Regions from separate parts of the Mus musculus genome. Here all the other regions are linked to region 3. A link is a contact called in public HiChIP or PLAC-seq and promoter capture Hi-C data. All regions are on one chromosome and are shown on one strand. The core of a region is the stretch at or near the end of the contact, and the rest is flanking DNA. Distances in the headings are between cores, read along the strand shown. Region 1 holds the start of Trim47 (tripartite motif-containing 47). Region 2 holds the start of Unk (unkempt family zinc finger). Region 3 holds the start of Ubald2 (UBA-like domain containing 2).

The links. Promoter capture Hi-C pulls out the DNA fragments that hold promoters and counts their contacts. HiChIP or PLAC-seq counts read pairs in DNA pulled down with a chosen protein or histone mark.
Region 1: a contact with region 3 is called in a FOXA1 HiChIP or PLAC-seq map of pancreatic cancer cells. The contact joins the promoter of Trim47 here to the promoter of Ubald2 in region 3. A contact is called at or near these places in 5 of 39 promoter capture datasets (the HPC-7 cell line, the SN4741 cell line, cranial neural crest and 2 more), 1 of 15 datasets of contacts at CTCF or cohesin (large pre-B cells), 6 of 484 Hi-C or Micro-C datasets (the CH12 cell line, the G1E-ER4 cell line, cerebellum and 2 more), 12 of 115 datasets of contacts at active chromatin or transcription factors (the HPC-7 cell line, bone marrow-derived macrophages, embryonic basal ganglia and 5 more) and 2 of 9 other capture datasets (adipose tissue and embryonic stem cells).
Region 2: a contact with region 3 is called in a promoter capture Hi-C map of pre-B cells, with 6 times the contacts expected there. The contact joins the promoter of Unk here to the promoter of Ubald2 in region 3. A contact is called at or near these places in 21 of 39 promoter capture datasets (the 3T3-L1 cell line, 3T3-L1-derived adipocytes, the C10 cell line and 15 more), 9 of 484 Hi-C or Micro-C datasets (CD8 T cells, the HPC-7 cell line, Th1 cells and 5 more), 11 of 115 datasets of contacts at active chromatin or transcription factors (astrocytes, embryonic basal ganglia, embryonic brain and 5 more) and 3 of 9 other capture datasets (adipose tissue, embryonic stem cells and liver).

Annotation. Positions count from the first base shown.
Region 1 is chr11:116,108,894-116,111,593 of GRCm38.p6, forward strand. It overlaps Trim47 (tripartite motif-containing 47), which reads right to left and starts at 1,342. Exons shown (of 6, transcript NM_172570.5): 1 at 641-1,342. The coding sequence starts at 1,327.
Region 2 is chr11:116,029,049-116,031,834 of GRCm38.p6, forward strand. Unk (unkempt family zinc finger) reads left to right here and starts at 1,268. Exons shown (of 16, transcript NM_172569.4): 1 at 1,268-1,443. The coding sequence starts at 1,340.
Region 3 is chr11:116,432,646-116,435,345 of GRCm38.p6, forward strand. It overlaps Ubald2 (UBA-like domain containing 2), which reads left to right and starts at 1,449. Exons shown (of 3, transcript NM_176902.3): 1 at 1,449-1,783; 2 at 1,914-1,976. The coding sequence starts at 1,664.

The DNA of each region.
Region 1 (2,700 bases), core at 92-2,591, 320 kb before region 3:
CTGGGCACATGCTCCCCACGGCCCCAGAGCATTCGGACAGAGGAGATCTGTGTGACCAGCCCAAACTCCGTCGCTCTCCTGGTGCCCGCCACACCCATACAAAGTGGCTGACTCAATTCAGGACGAATCTGAATTGAAGAGGGCATCAGCTACGGGGCCCCGCCCGCACCCAGCGACTCCTGACCCCCACGGCTTCTGAGGGCCTAATGCGGATCCCTCTCTCGCTTTACACTTACACTAATCTAGCTAAAGCGCTCTCTCTCTCTCTCTCTCTCTCTCTCTCTCTCTCTCTCTCTCTCTCTCTCGGCTTTTTGCCACTCTTTCATCTTACTAGTCCCTCCCGACTCTCTTTCCATCCACACCAGCCCCAGCAAATGACAGTGTAGACCGGAAGAGGTTGCAAAGATTCTCAGGCTAGAGGAGGAAACTAAGGCAGAGCCTATTGAGTCAGAGAGATGAAGCCCATGTAAAGGCAGGAGGAGAGAACCAACCCCACAAAGTTGCTTCCTTCATCTCCATGTGCACAGCCATAATGATAAAACAAATATATAACAGACACACCCGGATAAGAGTGAGGGACTAAATAGCTCTAGTGTCCCTCCTGTCACCCATCTCCACGTGTCGACTCAAGGTGCCCCACCTCCTGAAGCGCGCGCTCCTGCTCCAGCGGCACGAGCTCGTGGCCGCGATGGTCCTGAGTGGCACAGGCCTCGCAAAGGCACACACGCTCCACGCGACAGTAGCGCTCCAGAGGCCGCAGGTGGCGCGGACACAGGCTCTCCTCAAGTCGGCGCAGCGGGGGCACCAGGCGGTGGCCGCGCAGGGCGGGGCTGCGTTCGTGGGGGGCCAGATGCGCGGAGCAGAAGGAGGCGAGGCAGGAGAGGCAAGAGAGCGCGGCGGGCAGGGCGGCGCCCTCGGGGCACGCGTCGCAGCGCACCGGCTCCTCACCCGCGGGCCACTGCTCCGGCGCGCAGGGAGCCGATGGTTCCGGAGCCGGAGGTGGTGCGCTGGGCGCGGAGGGCTCGGGCGTGGCGCCCCGGGTCGATCCTGAAGCCGGGGCGGACATGGGTCCCGGGACCGAGCCCTGGCGGAGCTGCAGCAACTCGGACAGCGTGTGGTTCTTGCGGAGCTGCAGGCCGTCGGGGAAAGGCTCCTGACAAAGTGGACAGCGAGCTGGACCTCCGGAACCACCGGTGCCGCCCGCGCTCCGGTGCGGCCAGAGAGCGCCCAGGCAAGCGAGGCAGAAGTTGTGGCCGCAGGGTAGTGTCACCGGCTCCCGGAGCGGTTCCAGGCAGATGGGGCAGCTGAAAGGCCCGCTGCCGTCCATGGCTCCGCCGCTACCCGGGCACCGCCTGTGCTGCTCCCGCCTGGGAGGGACCTGGGACGGTTCGCGCCCGGCACCGCCCCTTGGGACCCTGGCCAAGGGTCCGGCCCCCTCCTACCCCTCCGCAGCTCTGCTCGCCCCAGCGCGGCTCGCCACCGCCGCACCCACCGGTCAGCAGACGCCGCGAGGCCGGCCAGCCCTCCAGGGGAGCACGACCCTCTTGAGACTTCTACCCAGCGTGGGCGGAGGCGGTGGGACTGCCAGAGGATTGTGAAAAGGAGAGGACCCGGAGCGAGAATGTGAGGGGATTCATGGGGAGGAGGCTGAGAGGACATTCGATCCTCCATCCTCTATCCTGGTCAGCCAGGTGCCATGGTGGGCGTGCACAGCCATGTAGCCAGCGCCTTTCCCTCCAGACCCCTCCCAGGTACAGTTAGCCAAGTTCCCTGAGTTGCTGACATACAGAAAAACTTACTGCTGGTATGTGTCTGTTTTGACCTCTTAGCGACTGTGTTTACCCGCGCTGGGGAACTTAGCCTTGTCTAGATCTGAAATGGGAAGCTGACATCACTTGACAAATCCCTTGTCTGAGGAATTTACTTCCGTTCATGGATACTCGCGGGTGCCTGTAGTTCCCCAAAAGGAGACACTGGTTAAGGCCTGCCCAACTATGCATTTAGAACAGTGCGTCTAGTTGCAAGGACTTGTGCTTGAGATTTAGTCTCTGTATGTAGCCCAGAGTGACCTAGAACTCTTCATCCTCCTGCCTCAGCCTCCTGAGTGCTGGGATCACAGGCTTATGGCTTCTTCGTGTTGTTTCTGGGATAGGTCTTTCTTACATAGCCTTGGTTAGCCCAGAGCTTATGTTGGCCTTGATTCCCATGCCTCCACTTCTCCAGTATTGAGATTCCAGGTGCAGGCCACCATGTCGGGTAAACTGACATTGTAATAATGCAATAATGTTAAGCTTTAAACTATGTAGAATCAAATTGTCAAAATTATTTTAGTAGTTATTTTATATGCGCACACTGTTGCTGTCTTCAGACACACCAGAAGAGGGCGCTGGATCCCATTACAGATGGTTGTGAGCTACCATGTGGTCAGTGCTCCTAACCGTTGAGCCATCTCTCCAGGCCCTTATTATTGTTATTATTATTATTATTATAGAGTGGAGCCCACAGTTGGTAAAGTGTAAGGGCCTGAGTTAGATTCTAGCCCCTGGTTAAAGGCTGAGCATGGTGTCCAAAACCAAACGAATAAACAAAGTGGGTGGAATAGTGTTGTTACAACCCTCGATAAAAAAATAAGCATCCATGTGCCCATGTGATAGTTACCTGTAACTATCAGCAGAATCCCAAATAATTCCTGTAGGCTCT
Region 2 (2,786 bases), core at 18-2,517, 400 kb before region 3:
ATGATGGACATTTTTATTATTTTATTATTATTCGTGGAGTGGGTTCTCTCCTACCACCTGTACATCAGTCCCAGAGATCCCACTTGGGTTTGCAGCCTAGGGAAGCAAGCACCTTTACCCCTACTCATCTCCAACCTGTTGTTGTTTGGTTGTTCTTGTTCGGGTTTTTAGACAGACTGACAGCTCTGGCTGACCTAGAACTACCAACGGATGCCACCAGGCTTTGAATTCAGAGATCCACCTTCCGTTGCTTCCTGAGTGCTGGGACCGAGATACATGCCACCGTGTTGGTTTTTGAGATAGGGTTTTAGTACATAGCCTAGCTTGGCCTGGAACTTGTGACTTTCCTCCCTCAGGATGTACCCCTATATCCAGCCTGTAGAAAGTCATTTCATAAAACCATATTCCTAAATGTGAGGCAATTGCCTTGCATTTCCCCGGAACAGAAAGGTTTTTTTCCAGAAAAGGGAACTAGAATGGACTAGAACATTTTTTTTTCCTCAGCCCCTGGCCCTTCTCATGTAGTCTATCACTATACTTCTCAACAATTTACCAAAGTGCCTAAGAGACTACTCTAGATAGAGATTAGGTTCTCCCTTGGACCTTAACCTACTGGAAACAAGGTATTTGGGCCAACCACTGAGTTCAGAAGGAGCCCAAGTGGAGGGGTTCCAGGTTTCAGGGTTGATAAATGTTAATGATGCCCAGGAACAATATGGTGTATTGTAATTTTTAAAAACAAAACAAAGCAACAACAATAAAAAGCTTCTTCAAACTGTCTGCTAGCCTGCATACTTTCTCTGGTGATTTACAGGTTACTATATTATGAAAATATTGGCTGACTAGCTTGCTGGCTCCGAGGCAATGCTCTAGACTGACTTTAGAAACGGTGCGCCAACTGTACTGGTAGGGAGGCAAGGCAATTACTGCACTGCATTTGGAACATTCTCCGTGGAGTTGTTTCAGGCCTCCCTAACTGGTTCCTTGCTCTCCGGAGGATCCAGTTTAAAGGTAGAGTTCACCTCCGACCACACTGACAATGCTCAGGTAATAGTTAAGAGTGACTAGACTACAATTACCACAAGGCATTGCGGATCCTCAGCATCCGGGACACCGTCCGCAAAGATCTCTGGGTATTGTGGTCTTGCACTTTAGCAGCGACACTGTGCCAACGGTAAAATTTCACCGGAAAGGAGGACCACAACTCCCAGCAACCTTTGCTGCTGTGCGGGGGGTCTTCACGTTCTCGTGGCGCGGCGCAGGCGCTGTGGGTCTTCGGCGCGGACCGCGCAGACTGAATAATAAAAGGGGAGCGGCGAAGAGGCAGGAAGACAGGACCATGTCGAAGGGCCCCGGGCCCGGCGGCTCGGCAGCTTCCTCGGCGCCCCCGGCCGCTACCGCTCAGGTGCTGCAGGCACAGCCCGAGAAACCGCAGCACTACACGTACGTAGAGCCCCCCCCGCCGCGCGCGCACGCCTGACGTCAGCGGCCAGCGTGAGTCACGCGCGCAGGGAGAGCGCGAGGCTGTCCCCCCCCCCCTTCCTCCGGCTCGGCCCAGACCGGTTCCAACCTGCTGGGACCGGTCCCAGCTTACTTCAACTGTCACCAACCTCTGGTCGGGCAGTGGGGCGGGAAACTCGGTCCCAGCCTCCGAGTCGGAAAGGCAGGAGCGCGGGTCCCGAATCCACACTTCTCAGGCCAGGCCTCAGAGGCCTGACGGTCTCAGACATAAAACCCGACAAGTCCACGACATGACAAGTGGAAGTCTGTACCAACCAGCACGAGACCTGTCTAGAAATGACTGTTTGCTTGAAGTCTCGGGAGGAGACTCTGTGCACCGGAGGCCTTTTGTATCTTTAAGGCCTGTTAGATTGTCCACGAGGATCACCCATGCTTGAATTCCCTTAAACAGTCAAACGTGCAGAAATGGGCTCACTCCGTGCAGGCTGTACTGTCTAGCTTGAGTCAGCGACATCCGGGGTGTTAATGGTTGCAGACCCCTTCAGCATCGGGCAGGCAAGGGAGCCTCATCGTAACTGGCCTAAATGAGATTGCCACAATGTAAAAACTGCATGTGTACAAGCTTAGGTCCCTGCCTTCCTTGCTGTCATGTCACAGTAGGCCTAGGTTCTGTGAGACAAAGGCCAATGCTGTAGTTCCTCTTGTAAAGCCCTGTTGGTTTCCGTTCCCTGCTGTGTGCCAGGAGTGTCCCTACTGGGTGCCTGAGTGATGGGCCAGTTTAGGAGATCCCAACCTGTGGAAATGTCAGAACCCGAGAGATTGAACAACACTCCAGCGTCCAGCCAGGAGCTGGCAGCATCCGAACTAAAGTCAGGCAGAAGCAGCTCTGGTTCAACACTTTTGGGAGTTGGGACAGGGGAACATTGGTTATAGAAAATGTATTGGTTTCTTCAAATGACTAGTGTTGGCTGACGTCATCCAAACTTGACTGTAACTCAGGTTAGCCTTTCAAGTATGGTGGTCATCAGTTGGTCCTTTCTTACTGGAGTTCTCTCTCACTCTGCAACCTTGCCATTGCTTTTGATAAGAAGGTCTAACATCAGAATAACATCACTTATCTGGTCACACACAAAAATTTGTAAACTTAGTGGAACTGTGAAAAACATCTACATTTGTTTATTTGTATGTGAGTCTGTGGGAACACTCACGCAGCGCCACATGCAGGTGTGGAGGTCAAAACAGTCTGAAGGAATTGGTTCTCTCCTTTTACCTGGAGGGTTCCAGGCATTGAATTCAGTTGGCTAAGCCTGGCCACTGCTCTGTGC
Region 3 (2,700 bases), core at 199-2,698:
TATTCTTAGCTAGATACTTTCTAAAAAACGGGCAAGTTCTCTTAAAGAGAACATTTAGTCCTTTTAGGTAAAATAAAAAGAGTTCAGTGAGTAAAGGCGCTTGCTGCCAAGTTTGTCAACCCCAGTCTGGTTTTACACCCACACCATGGAAAGCGACTCTCACTGCCTCTGCCTTCACTGGCAAAGAAATAGAAGTGAGGTTTGCTTTCTTCTGTTCTGTCCTTCTGTTCTGCACACCCTAACTAGTTAGAACCTTCGCTGTAATTAGTTCTGATGAAAAACAGTATATGTCTTCCTGAAACAGGAGCCTTCACAGTAAATTCCCAATCCGATCCTCCAGATCAGGGTGGAAACAGTTCCTGCCCGCTCCCCATGGTCTAGAATCCTTGGATAAGTGGGGCTCTTATACCATGTGTCATTTTTTCCTACCAGCCAACTTCACCATCTTGTGTACCTTAAATCATCTTTAGGTCACTTTAATACCCAATACAATGTAAGTTTCATGTGAATAGATGTATCAATGTCCTCTTGATCAGGGAATAATGACAAAGAAAATGTCTTCATGCTGAAAACAGGTACTTTTTTTTTTTTTTTTTTTTTTAAAGCATAAGGTTTTTAAACCCCGAGGCTGGATTATGCAAAGCATGCCCTGGCACTGGCTATTCCCCCCCACCCCCGTGTGTGTGTGTGTGTGTGTGTGTGTGTGTGTGTGTGTGTGTGTGTGTGTGTTTGGAGAGTTTCTCTATGTAGCCCTGCTGGCTGTCCTGGAACTAACTCACCATGTAGGCAAGACTGGCCTCGAACTCAGAGCTATCCGAATGCCTCTACCTCCCACTGAGCCCTGAAATTAAAACCATGTGGTCACTACGCCTGGTTCTTTTGTGTTGTTTTGTTTTGTTTTGTTTTGTGGTGTTAAGAAATTGAACCCAGGATCTGTCTGCCATGTTTCAAAAGTTTTCTTTTTCTTTTCTTTTTTTTTTAAGAGAGACTGTTTAGAAGCTATTTAAAAATTTAAATACTCTTGAGAGTCGAGTAGCTGCGAAGGTTCTGTGTGTTTTCTATTTTGATCGTTCTGTTTCTCGAGATGACCACATCTTTCAGAGGAAATGAGTCAAAGCCACTCCGTCTTGCTTTTCCAGCTGAGCATGTTCAGTTTCAATGAAGTAATGAATGAACTTGGCCAGCACCACCCCCACGCCTACAACAGCAAACACTGATGACCTCCACCAATCAGAACGCGGTCAGGGTTTTCGAGTTGAGTTCAAACAGGCCTACGGTAGGCCAATCAGCGCATCACGCCCCGCCTCCCGATGGCGGCCCCAGCCAACCACCAACTCGGAGGAGCCAAAACACGGAGGCTGGCCAATGCCGGGGTGCCCCCGCGGCACCGACTCCGCCAATGGGCGCGGCCAGGCGAGGAGAGAAACAGAGCGGCCGGGCCCGCCGCAGGATTCGAATCGAACGTCCGTGTGGGAGCCGGCGGCTGGCTGGGCTGCGCGTGGGCCAATCAGCGGCGTCGGCTCACGGCCCCCGAACGTTGGGCCTGGCGGCCCCGCCCCGCGCTGTTGTTTGCGGCGTCGGCGCGGCCGCGCGAGCCGAACCACAACATTCGCCGGGCGGCGGCGGAGCTGCGAGCGTGAGCCCGGGGCGGCCGCCCAGCGCCATGTCGGTGAACACGGACGAGCTGCGGCACCAGGTCATGATCAACCAGTTCGTGCTGGCCGCGGGCTGCGCGGCCGATCAGGCGCAGCAGCTGCTGCAAGCGGCGCACTGGCAGTTCGAGGTGTGCACCGGGCCGGGGTCGGGAGCGCGCGTGGGAGCCGGGGGCCGCGTAGGGGGGCCGCGGCGGGGGGGGGGGGGGCCGGGGCGGCCAGGCCTCGCTCACGCCGCTGCGTCCCGTATTTTGTCCGCAGACCGCCCTAAGCACGTTCTTTCAAGAAAGCAACATTCCCAACAGCCACCACCACCCGCAGATGGTAAGTGTTCCCCAGGGCCGCGGAGGGGGCGCTCGGTGCGGCAGGGTCGCTGTCAGCCGCGCCGGTGACAGCCATGTTGCCGGGGAGCGGCGCGCCGCGAATGTAAACAAAGAGCCAAAATGTCTTCCAGGAAAGAGCGCTCCCAGGCCGGCGCTGGCTCGCCCAACTTTGGGACCCGCCTCCAGGCCGCTGGATCGGGGCCTGAGGCCCTGTGCTGGGCGCTGTGCCCTGGGTGTAAGGGCCTTGGTGTTGGGGAGGTGGGGGTAGAAGGAAGGGAAGACGGCTTCCAGCAGGATGTTGCGATTCTGATAGCAGAGGATGGGGAAGGGGCTCGAGGATAACCAGACCTTTGGGGACTTCGGGGTGGTGGGGGACTGAGGGATTTGTGTCTTGATGCAAAACACACACACACACACACACACACACACGACTGAGGTAGGGATTTGTGTCTTGGTGCAACAAACACAGCCGTGTGCACACACACACACACACACACACCACCCACCCACCCAGTGCTGCAGGAAGCAGGGGAGGGATAGATCCACCCTGGCTCCGGAAGTCCAACTCTACCCACAAAGGTAGGCTGGCCCTTCCAAAGCCTCCAGGGAACATAACCTTTATGGAGGATATACAGATTTATATACCTAAGGTGAGGCCAAGAATTTCTTTTAATCTCAGTATGTTAAGAAACAAAACAGTCCAGGAAATAGTTCTTGGAGCCTGG